2 separate regions of the Mus musculus genome follow, and region 1 is linked to region 2. The links are chromatin contacts, called in public HiChIP or PLAC-seq maps. All regions are on one chromosome and are shown on one strand. The core of a region is the stretch at or near the end of the contact, and the rest is flanking DNA. Distances in the headings are between cores, read along the strand shown. Region 1 holds the start of Ccs (copper chaperone for superoxide dismutase). Region 2 holds the start of Ssh3 (slingshot protein phosphatase 3).

The links. HiChIP or PLAC-seq counts read pairs in DNA pulled down with a chosen protein or histone mark.
Region 1: a contact with region 2 is called in a FOXA1 HiChIP or PLAC-seq map of pancreatic cancer cells. The contact joins the promoter of Ccs here to the promoter of Ssh3 in region 2. A contact is called at or near these places in 1 of 15 datasets of contacts at CTCF or cohesin (the NIH/3T3 cell line), 1 of 115 datasets of contacts at active chromatin or transcription factors (pancreatic cancer cells) and 1 of 9 other capture datasets (pancreatic islet).

Annotation. Positions count from the first base shown.
Region 1 is chr19:4,836,223-4,842,421 of GRCm38.p6, forward strand. It overlaps Ccs (copper chaperone for superoxide dismutase), which reads right to left and starts at 3,100. Exons shown (of 8, transcript NM_016892.3): 1 at 2,975-3,100; 2 at 2,609-2,681. The coding sequence starts at 3,013. Ccdc87 (coiled-coil domain containing 87) reads left to right here and starts at 3,144. Exons shown (of 1, transcript NM_207268.3): 1 at 3,144-6,199. The coding sequence starts at 3,260. The coding sequence ends at 5,827.
Region 2 is chr19:4,266,884-4,272,528 of GRCm38.p6, forward strand. It overlaps Ssh3 (slingshot protein phosphatase 3), which reads right to left and starts at 2,350. Exons shown (of 14, transcript NM_198113.3): 1 at 2,132-2,350; 2 at 1,662-1,702; 3 at 864-1,095. The coding sequence starts at 2,197. Ankrd13d (ankyrin repeat domain 13 family, member D) reads right to left here. Exons shown (of 15, transcript NM_026720.2): 11 at 4,559-4,716; 12 at 4,336-4,452; 13 at 4,083-4,246; 14 at 3,911-4,002; 15 at 3,297-3,666. The coding sequence ends at 3,453.

The sequences.
Region 1 (6,199 bases), core at 1,850-4,349, 570 kb after region 2:
AAGCGAGCTTTATTCTCCTTCCAAAGGTCATGGGAGGAGCTTGTCCCTGAAGTCCTTCACATTTGCCCTACAGTAACTGCGCCTTCTGTTTTTTCTCCATGAGCCCTCACTAAAGGCTGGCTTGGCTATACTCCAAGATCCACCTGCCAAACAGACCACCTGCTGCACTACTGGAAGCCCCTCCTCCTTCTGTTTCAGAGTGAGGTGGGCAATTCTAAAGGGGAGAGTCACAGGAACATTCTACTCTGGCCCTCCCACATCCAGAGCACAAAATCAGCTCCTCCTGGGAGATCTTGGGTCTGGGAATCCACGCTATGCCAGGCCAGACCATCAGGACCCATATCTGCTGTGTATGCAAAACACAATCAGGCCTCATCACTTATCCTAGACACCTCACTTCTCCTGAGCCTGCTCCTGAACCCGCTCTATGGACTTCCTGTTTTCTTTCTTTAGTCCAGTGATTCTCAACCTTCCTAATGCTGTGACCCTTTAACACAGTCCCCCATGTTACGGTGATCCCCAACCACTGTTGCTTCTTCATAACATAATTTTGCTACCATTATGAATCGTAATGTAAAATCTGTGTTTTACAATGGTCTTGGGCAAACACCAAAGGGGTCTTGACCCATGTGGGTTAAGAACCGCTGTTTTAATAGCTGTCCACATAGAAGCCAAGGAGATGGTATGTATGTGTGTATGTATGTATGTATTGGTGTGTATATGTGTGGAGTATGCACGCATGTTCTTGAGTGTGTGTATATGTGTGGAGTATGCACGCATGTTCTTGAGTGTGTGTATATGTGTGGAGTATGCACGCATGTTCCCGAGTGTGGTGTCCACCTGTCTTCCTTAATTGCTCTCCACCTGTTATGCTGAGGCAGGTTCTGTCACTTGAACCCAGAGCTCACTGATTTGGTTAGTCTAGCTAGCCAGCTTGCCCTGGGATCCCTGTGTCTATCTTCTGAGGGCTGGGACCACAGGCGGTCTGTCTGCCACGCCAGTCTGGCATAGACACAGGTGCTGGCAATCTGAACTGGACTCTCACACTGATGCAGCTATCACTTCTACTGACTCAGCCATCTTCCTTGCCCCTGGCAAACACATGGTTCACAGACACAGGCACGCAAAACACCCGTACATATTAAATAAAACAGATTTTAAAAATAAACCTAAAAAAAAAAAATCATCCCAAGCCAGGCAGATGGCTTAACGGATGAACTTTTCGGGTTTGGTTCTGCTTTTTGGTTTGTTTGGGTTTTTTGTTTTTTGTTTCTTTTTGTGCTTTTTTAAAAAAATTATTAATTTTATGTATGTGAGTACATACACACCAGAGAGGGCATCAGATCCCACTACAGATGATTGCTGGAAATTGAACTCAGGACCTCTGGAAGAGCAGTTAGTGCTCTTAGTTGCTAAGTCATCTCTCCAGCCCTGGGTGAACTGTTCATGCTACACAAGACAGCTGGAAGCAGAGAACCAGCTCTGGAGTTGTTCTTGACCTCCACATGCACAAGCCCTCCTCCAAGCACATCATGCACACACTCACTAATAATAAATCAAATAATAGTTCCAGGTCAGGTGTGGTGGCGCACGCACGCACGCACAACTTTCATCTCAGCACTCGGGGGTAAAGGTAAGCAGATCTCTGTGAACTGCAGGCCAGCCTGGCCTACATAGTGAGTTCCAGGAAAGCCAGGGCTATGTGGAGAAAGACCTTATCTCAAAATAAAACAAAACAATCAGTCCCCTCAATCGTCCTCCTAAAACCCCACCTTTGCCTGTAAGCTTTTCTCCTCTTTCCTCTTACAATCCCCTGAAATTGAGTGGGCTCTCACTACAGGCTCAAGACTTGTATCAACTAATTCACTCCTCATGACAACACTGAGCTATGAACACTGTTCAAACACTGAAGAAACAGAAACACAGAAAATAAGCACGAAGCTGTACATCTGTGGAACTATACGCACTGGGGTTCCCCACCCCACCCCTGCCAGTGTCCTGGCTTCAGACTCTCATCTCCTTCTTTCCCTTTGCCACCATGGCTTCCCAAGGAAGTGTTCTAGGAGCGCTCCTTTGCCAAAGCTTATACGATCTTTACCTAAGCATAGGGGTAAACATTTTCCCTCAGAAACCCCCAGTGTCTAATCTATACTGGCTGAAAGGTTGAATGAACATTTAACAGAATCCAAAACAGCCAGTTTCTAGCGTCAGGAAAATGACTCTGCCTTTCATATCTTTCCTCTTCTGCCAGGTCACCCACCTGCAGACCTCCTGGCTTAAAGTCCCTGAATTGGGCCAGGGATGTTGTCTGCTTTCTCAGAACTGTTCTATTTCCCAAGCCAGACCTCAAATGCCCGCCCCCCTCCCCCTCTAGAATGCCCTTGGTAGGAAGTGCTCTATACTCTGGCTAGTTCCATGCTGTTCAGCAGCTGGACAGGCAGTTTGTACTAGAAGAAAGCTCTGGCTAGGCAAAGCTTGAGGCCTATACTCTAGGCTCTGCATCTCCCGGACTCTGAGAAACTTCCTTTCATTCTTTCTGCATCTATGCAACCGGAATACGGCTAAACACAAACCCCTGGCTGATCCCAGAAAGATTGTCTACTCTTACCTGCCACCCCTTTCAGGGTCTTGTGCACAGCATCCACACAGCTCTGACAACTCATCTGCACTGCAAACTCCAACTGTAAGGGAAGCAAGGCCAGGGCACATGTCAGACATGATCCTTACTCGCCACCTCATCCCCTATGTCTCTTTGCACACATTGCACTTGACTTCTCTTCAAATTCCTCCTTTATTATCTCATGAACATTCCAGGATCGCGGTCTTTACCACCAACCCCCCTCCCGTGAGGGGCATCTCCGTCCTAACCCCGGAATTTCACCTCCCCAGGAGCCTGTTCTTTCCTGGCTTCCCAAGATATTGATCACCCCAAGGGCTGAAGTTATGCGAGGCTCCACATGAAGCTTTCACTCACCGCACACACAGTCCCACCGTCCCCCGACTTCGAAGCCATCCTAGCTGTTGTCACTGCCTAGGCCGCACCGAACCGGTAGGGTCCAGAGACCAACACAACTCTACTTTGTGGGATGGGCGGAGTCTCGGAGGCCGCCCTTAGCTCCACCTCCTTGGCGCGTGCGCTCCCTAGGCTGAGGCCTCTGAGCTGTCCGGTAGTGCTACCGGCTGCGCAGGCGCATTGATGCAGTTTCCTTAGTAACCATTTGGCGTCCTCTACCCGCTCAGCCGGAACCACCTGGTAAAGATGGAACCACACAGTCAGGAACCTGACCTCAAGCCGATTTACCACCGGTTGCTGAGTCCGCTGTCGCTCTTCCCCAGCAAGGCGAAGCCTCCTCCAGAGCCTCCGAAGCGCCCCTCTCAAGATGCCACGCCCTTGCAATCCATCCCGCTGGCGAAGCTGAAAGTTGGGCCGCTGTGCCGCCAAGTGTCCAAGCGGCTAGCAAGCAGCGGGCGGGCGGCACGAGTAACTGCCAAGGACCGACTTCGTCTCACTGAGGTTATTCTAGAAGAGCTGAAGTGCAACTGGCGGGAACCTCCTATAGAACCCATTCTGGACTACGAAAACAACCAGAAGCTGCGGCAGCGGCTCGAGTCCTACGTGCTGATCAGTAGTGAGCAGCTCTTCGTACGCTACCTGCACCTGCTGGTGACCCTGCCGACCTCTAGAAGGGTCTTCACTGAATCAGCCACCCTCAGCCGGTTGGCAGTAAACCTTGCCAGGGATTGCACAGTTTTCCTCACCAGTCCTGATGTCTATCGCTGTCTGCTGGCTGATTTTCAGACCCTGCTAAATTTAAAGCACGCCCAGGGAGGCATAGTCAAATTGCGTCCTCCTCCCTGTCCCCCTGGGACTTTCAAGCTCTGTCCAATCCCCTGGCCTCACAGCACTGGCTTAGACCACATGCCGTGCTCTAGCCTCAACCTGAACTACCTTGTCCAACTCAGCCGCCCATATGATTTCCCCAGTGAGCCCGAACCTGATCCAGTGGAAGAGTTGAAATCCATCCCCCAGCTGAAGAGTAGACAGCAGCTCCTCTGGGTGCCCTCCATGATAAAGGATAAAGAAATTGAATCGAGACCCTCACCGATGGTACCACTGCCTAGTCATTCTCCCAGCAGTGAGAGTCACCAATTCCCCACCTCACCAGTCCATTCCTGGCTCCAAAGGGGCCAGTCCATGCCTTGTCTTCATGAGGGGTGGAGTCTGGCAGATGAGTTGTGCCTTCTTCCTCCCTCTCCTCATCCCCTCACCCCGCTGATCTTGGCTTCAGAGAGTAAACCACTGCCATTCCGGGACATAGTGGCTGAGGATCTGAAGCAGAAAATGAAGATCATGAGAATGGAGTGGAGTCGATACTCCCTGCTGGACTCTGGCCTGCCTCCCCTCCTCGGGGTCCTTACCCGGCGCCTAACTGCCCAGCACCACCTAGAGAAACTGCAGCAAATGATCAAAAGCCTGCAGGAGGAAGAAGCCTCCGGAAAGTGGGATCTCCAACCCCCGAGAATCATCCCACTACACCCACAGCCAGTCACTGTTGCTTTGAAGGTACATGATCAAGTTATAGTCCAGGTAGCTACTGTGCAACTCTCTGAAAGATACTTTAACGACTCTTTCCACGTTGAGGGGGCTGGAGTCCTATACAACCATCTGACTGGGGAACTGGATGGTAAAGCCATTGAAGAAATGGATGCGGATCGTCTTGTTGGGAACACCACCGGAGAGGTCTACAAGGAGTTGATGAGCCGAGTCTCTGTTAGTCACTTATCTTTTGAGGAAGGAGACCAAATTGAGCCTTCAGCAGATAAAGATTGGTCCTCCTACTTGGCCTCATCTTTTCTACACCAAGATAAACATATGCCAATCATCAACCGTAATCTGGTTGGATTTTACTCCAGAAGAACAAGCACTCCGAAGCCAGTCCCTGAGAAGGTGCCCTCTCTCACATTACTCCCAAGGCACAAAAGCTGGGACAAGCGACCAAACAGACACGGTGTATGGATGAATTGGCTGAAACCCTCGGTGTCTTCAGAGGACTACTTCAAGTACCTCTCCTTTCAGGAGTCGGATTTCCTCCACGTCATCTTCCAAATGTATGAAAAAGAGGCTCCTGTGGAGGTACCAGTCCCTGTCCAAGAGTACCTAGATATTCAGCAACCCCCTCCCCTGCTGCAAGATGAAGAGCTAGAGTTCATGCAAGGAAAATGGGATTGGAGCTCAGTGATAGAGGATGGCTCAGGACCTGGGAGAGCCTACATTCATAACTTGCAGCAGCGTCTCAAACGACTGTGGGTCATGTTGGAAGTCCCTGAACAGAATCGGCTAGACATGGTTATTAAATACAGCTCCAATGCACGCCTGCAACAGCTACCAGCATTGATCAAGGCTTGGGAGCAGGTCCTGAAGCCCATTCAAAAGAGGGAGTCGTTGCTAGGAAGACTGGAGTGGTTTGAGCAACAAGCCTCTGATCCCAATCGTTTCTTCCAAAAGCCTGATTTGTTGATGAATCGGTTACTGGAGGAGAATCGGTTCCGTAGCTATCTCCAAAGGAAGCTCAATCGAATGGAATCTAATTTGGTTTCCTTGTTGGAAAGGATAGAGTCAGTCTTTGGGGAGCCAGTGACCTTCAAGGGGCGGAGCTATCTGAAGAAGATGAAGCAGGACAAAGTGGAGATGCTGTACTGGCTCCAGCAGCAGCGGCGGATTCGCAATCTGACCCAGGCCCAGAAAACCTTCCGCCAATCATGCACTTTCACAGGGAGCAGCAGCCAGGCGTTAGTGGCCCCCGGGAATACTCCCACTACTCACTAAGGCGGCCAAGTGCCCCCAAACCCTTCCTCACCCCCAAATGCTCACGTAGAACTCTCAATGACTTTAAAAGAGATTGAGATTCTTTTTCTTGATATTCTAAATAAAAGGATCCCCAAACTTGGTATTCCCATGTATGTCAACCATCCTGCACAAGACAACCAAAATCCTATATCAGATGATCCCTTGGAGTTCGTGATAATAGAGGTCAGACAGAGCAAGCCATGGTCCTTAAAAAAATATATAGTGACTTTCTCACTGTGCTGAATTGCTGTTTAGAGTGCCAAATCACTCTTGTTTAGGCCCAGTAGCATAATCCTTGATTGCTAGGGCTCTGAAATTAACAGATGTATGTATATCCTGCCTGTATGACTT
Region 2 (5,645 bases), core at 1,100-3,599:
GGCGGCCATCCTTCTTGCGGCCTTCAAGAGACAACTGAACTAAGGGTCTTCTGGAAGAACGGTCAGAACTCTTAACCCCTGAGCCACCTCTCTAGCCCTGCTACTAGCAAATATTTTATTTGAGAAATGCCTCCTACCACAGATATTAATCTTTGTTTTTGTGGTGCTAGGAATTAGATGTAGGGCCTCACACATGCTAGAAAGATTTCATCTTATAATGGCTTAGAACAACATTCCTGGGGCTGGAAAGATGACTCAATGGTTAAAAGCATTGGCTAATCTTCCAGAGGACCCAGACTCAGTTCCCAGCACCCACATGACAGCTCACACCAGTCTGTAATTCCAGTTCCAAAGCTTCTGATACCTTCACACAGACATACATGCATGCAAAACACCAAAACATGTAAGAAAAAAGACAAACAACAAAACCCTAGGGCTTCTGTTCTAAACAGCTTTTCCAAAGCTCGAATCTTCTTCATTCTTTGCTGCCAACAAGAAGTGTCTGCCTCCACACACTTTCTGGAGCTGGCCCTTAGGTTCCAGGGGATCCCAGACTTCTTGGGTGCTCTGGTCGCCTGACTGGCACTTAGCTGCCAAGGCGTACTACACAACCCTGGGAGTATGAGTCCATCTCTGGGCAACTCACTAGTATCAACAGAGGCCTCCTGTGGATTAACAGAGACCTCCCTCATATAACCCCAGCTCTTGGCTCACAGGGGACAAACCTCCCTTGTCCATTCCCAGCCCTCCAGAGACAGATATGCCCTTGCCTTGCTGTCTCTAGATGAAGTGGCAGAGTTGTTGTGGCCCCAGATCTCATAGCACTGATCTTAGATAGACATGAGCTCCGGGTGGTTCCTTACCAGGCGGATATCATCCTGCGGCCTCAGCAGCTCCACCATGAGGTGCAGGTGCCGCTTTTGCACTTGTTTCCAGGGACTCTGGAGTCCTTGCCCTTTGTCAGTCTGGTCCTCGGTGGGCTGTTCCTCACCTGAGGGTTCCTCCATTGGCTCAGAGTCAGCCTCAGATGCAACATTACTGTCCCCTCCATCCTGAAGTCCCAGGACAGCCCCTCGGAGCACCGCAAAACTCTGCCTGGCAGAGCGATGGGGACATGGTTCAGGTCATAGGTTTTCAAACTTTAGGGAGGCTGAGTCCCCTGGCTGGCGGAAGTGGGCTGCTGGCCCGCTCTCCAGAGTCAGATGGGCCGGAGTGAGGCACAGTTTGCACTTTTGTAACCAGGACCCTGATAGCGGTAGGCACCTAGAGCCAGCCTTGGGCTCTCAGGCTCCTCCTCACCTTGTTTTGCACCTTTGGAATGTGTTCCTTTTCGGGGTGGACTCAGATGCTATAAACTTGTTTAAGCACTTATACTCCTTCAGGTCCCATCCTGCCCTTGGTCCTGGGATTACTGGGCGAGCCAAGGTCCAGGTAATGTGTGAAAGCATCTACTGGCCAGGGCTAAGTTAACCATGCTGGTTCTTCCACAAGCCAGAGATGTGATGTTTGCCAGCTCCACCCACAGCATCTGCCTCCCACCTAAGCATGAGTTTATCTGACAATACTTAAGTGAGTCCTTGGTCCAAGCAAGACATCAGGAGTCCACAATGGCAGCAGCTAGGCCACAGGCTATAAGGAAGCATTTGTCAGACAGAACTCACCTGCGCTGGAGCCGGCCTCTGCGTCTTACCACTCGGTCCTGCTGAGAAAGCAGCCCGGGAATAGAGTAAGAGAGCAGCTTCCAGGACAGGAAGCACCCAAAAGCCTCTCCTCTTCCTACAAGGGAGCGCTAGGTGGAAAAGAAATCTCTTTCCTCTGAAGCCGCTCCCCTCCAACAGGCCCCAGAGAAACCCGGCCTAAGTCCAGGTACAGCAGTGCTGCAAGGATAGGGGGTTGCAGAGTGTGGGAGGTATTTGGGCAGATCTGGGCTTCAACAGACCCGGGCGGTTCTCAGGATTCCGCATCTACCTACGTCGAGCTCCTGGGAGCCTCAGGGCCTCCCAAGTGCCTTAAAACGTGAGACTCAAGGTCCCCCTCCGCCTACTCCCAGCCGTCTGCTAGGGGCAGGACTTGCTCCCTAAGGCCTACCTTGGCAGCCAACTGTAAGAGCGTAAAACCAAGCTAAACTCACCGTGGGTCCCACAGGCGTGGAGTGGCCACTTGCCGGCGGCGAGCGACTCACTGTGACCAGCGCCATAAGGTAGGCAGGCCCGGAACACCTGGGCGAACACCCGGCACGACCCCTCCCTCAGCCTTACGGTCAGTCCCTGCCTTCGCACAACCAGGAAGAAGAGATTGGAGCCACCAGGGCCTGGCACCTCCTCGGGAGCGGCCCTTAAAGGGCCCGACTCATGACCAGTCTGGTCGCGTAGAGCTGGTACCGAGCGACAGCGGCCCCGCCCCTGCGGTCTCGGTTCAGCTTGCCCCGCCCCGACCGCGCTAGAGGCGTGGTCAAGGGCGTGGCGCAGGTGAGCCCAGACCTCACTTTCCCTGCTTTGGTCGCTTTGCCCACAGAAGGCTTTCAACCCTTCTTGCTGCACCCAGTAAGACTTGGACCCCCACTGTTTGGTTTATGCTATGGTTTCTTGGAAAGGAAGGAGCAAGGGCAACAGTTTTGTTTTTGAGACAGGGTCTCACTATGTAGCTGACAGACCTGAAACTCATTATATAGAGCAAGTCGCCTAAAACCCAGAGATCCACCTGCCTCTGCCTCCCAAGCACTAGAATTAGAGGCATGCGCCACCATACCTGGGAGGCAATGGGTCTTAAATCTACCACCCCATTCCAAACTTGCTCTCTTTTCTGCTTGGCTGTCATTCCTCTACTCTTGAGAAGATCTGGGAGAACAGAAGGCCTTTTTGGAATTTTTGCAATAGTCCCCAATACCTGTACGCATTTCAGGTCCACCCTAGGGGTGACTAGGACAGGGCTGAGCCCCTTCCCCAGAGAGTGACTTGCTTAAAGGTTCATTCTGGTAGAAAATACTTGAAACAGGGGGAACCTGTGCCTGAGTTTTGGGGATGAGGTGGGAGCTTCCCCCAGTAGGTAGAATAGGAAGACCCAGCCCAGCGGGAGTATGGACCATCAGGCTGGGTGGCAGGCAGAACCTGGGGTTGGGGTAGCATCCAGGGAAATTTCAGAATCTCCAGGAACTCCTGCCCCGTGAGAAGTGGTCTTATTTTCTAGCTGTAGAAATGGAGGCTCCAAAGCTGCTCAGTGCCAGCTCCAGCGAGGACTACCCATCAGTAACCCCATCCAGTGTCCCCTTGGTTCCAGACCACGCAGGACAGCAAGCCTACTGCTGATGGTCTCTTTATTTCCACCTCAGTCTCACTGCTAGCCTATCTTCAGTGCCCAGGTCCCAAGCTCAGCAGCAGACAGTTTATAAATAAATAAATTACAAAACCAGGCAGAAGGCATGGCCCTGGGGAGCCGTCCCAAGGCCAGGCAACTCAGTGCTCTGTGAGTGACAGCTGCAGGATCCGCTGTAAGTCGTCTTCTTCCTGCTGACCCCGTCGCTCCAACTCCTCCTGTTCCCTTGAAGACAACTCCAGGGCCAGGCGAAGCTGCTCCTCAAAGCTTGGGGGTGCAGGGGATGGAGGTGTCTTCTGAGGAGATTCTGGACCCCTGGACTCTGTGGACAGCTGTAGGCTTTCCTGCAGGGCCCTTCAGGGTAAGGGTTGAGGGGAGAGCAGACCAGTGAGAAGGCTTGGGGAGGAGCCAAGCCCATGCAATTTTGAGAACAAGGTGTCAGGGACAGAGACAAGCAGGCCCTCTTTTGGCTCTTCATGCTCCCCACGGTAAGCAGCATTTTGCCATGTGAAGGCATGGAGCCCTTGGATCAGAACTCCCTGGCTTCCCACCCATCACCAGCAGCCAGGGACCCACACACAGTTCCTGAGGGACTCACTGCTCCAACTGAAGCTGCTCTTCAAACACTGTGACTCGGGGAGGAGGGTGAATGCCAGGCCGTGTGTTGGTCAGGGCTTCCCACACCGTCACCTGCAGCAGCCAGAGCCCAGAACTGTCACCTTGGGCCTGTGGCTGTAGAGGCCATGACCCACCTTCCACTTGCATCCCACCTGCTCTGCCTCTGTGCCTGCCTCAAGCAGGCTCTGCTGGATGGCAAACTGCAGCAGGTCGTCATCCTCATCCCGAAGGGGCTCGCTGCGCTCAGCACCCAGCACACTGTATCCCTCGGGCACCTCGAATACAGTGGGGTCCACCTCACATGGAAAAGGGCTTCCTGGGCAGGGCAGCGGAAGGGTCATGTTCAGCCCTAAGGCTGATCAGAGAGCTACCAGCTGTGAATGTCTCCTGTAGCTATAGTCATACCTGAAGCAGAAATGGCAGAACTGGAGTTGGGGACGCACACCGAGCTCACAGGCTCATCACAGCCGCAAAGGTTACTGAAGGTGATGCGGGCATTGAGCACATGGAAGAGGGGAATCTCTGAGGGGAGAGAGCCAGGCTTGAGCTGCCTGCACCCCTCAGTAACCCCAAACCTGAGGAGGGCATCATGCCCAAGTCCTGGTTACCCCCTTGCCTGCCCTCTCACCAATCTTGACAGGGAAGCCTGGTGGGAGACGCAGAGTGATGAAATCCCGTAGCTTGGCAAAATGAGCGTTGCTGATGGCCATCAGGTCAATGATGGGTGTCACCTGGTCACCCAAGGACAGTGGGTGCTCCTCACTTAGCCACAGTGTTGCCTTGAACCTATCCAGCCGACCATAGCAAGTGGGTCAGGGACACACACACACACACACACACACACACACACACACACACCCACACACACCCCGGTGCTTCACCCTTTCTAGTCGCCTGCCTGTGATACCCTTCTCCCTGGTCTGCTCCTATTAACTGTTACCCTCAGGGACTCACTGGCTGGAAAGCCTGGGCAGCCCCTGTCCTGTCCTGGTGCTGATGATGGCTTCATGCCACTCTTTTGAGCTGCACAAGGAAGGCCACAGCCAGCCTGTGGGCTTCTCTTGGGGCCTTGCCTCTGTCCAAAACTAGTTCAGCACTGTGCTGGACACACACACATACAAAAATGTGCTGTTCTTGAGTGTGGAGCATAGCCCAGGGGTTGGGAGCTCTGGGGTGTGAGTAGAGGCACAGGCGCTGCACCGGTATGTTAGACCTGCTGCAAAGCACTGCCACCGTGATTGCATCCACTGTGTCCATGCACATCAGGATGCACATCTGTTTTCCTGGAGAAGAAACCAGACTCCCAGCTGGGAGGGTTATTCCTTGTGATATAAGCCAGTGGACAGCAGAGCTATGGCCCCTTCCTACGCTGCTGTGTTCTGGTCCCTGGTGCATGCTCATAGAACAGAAGAACAAGTCAGGAATCCTGCAGGCCCACTCACTACTTGGACTGTTTGGAGTTGGAGATTAGCCGGAACAAGCCAGATCTACAAAGTGGGACCCTGTATCATAAAGCCCAAAACAAACAAGCAAAAACAAATATATTGGTGCTATCACCTGAGTATGACTTGGGGCCCAGGTGCATGCTAGCTTCTCAGACTGTGGTTAGAGACATGGCTCCCACACTCTGGAGCAAAGTCAAGAGAGGAGCCTACTAGGTGAGCAGATCCCTCACTGTGACATACTCCATGATGACAGGATTCTGCCAGTGCTCC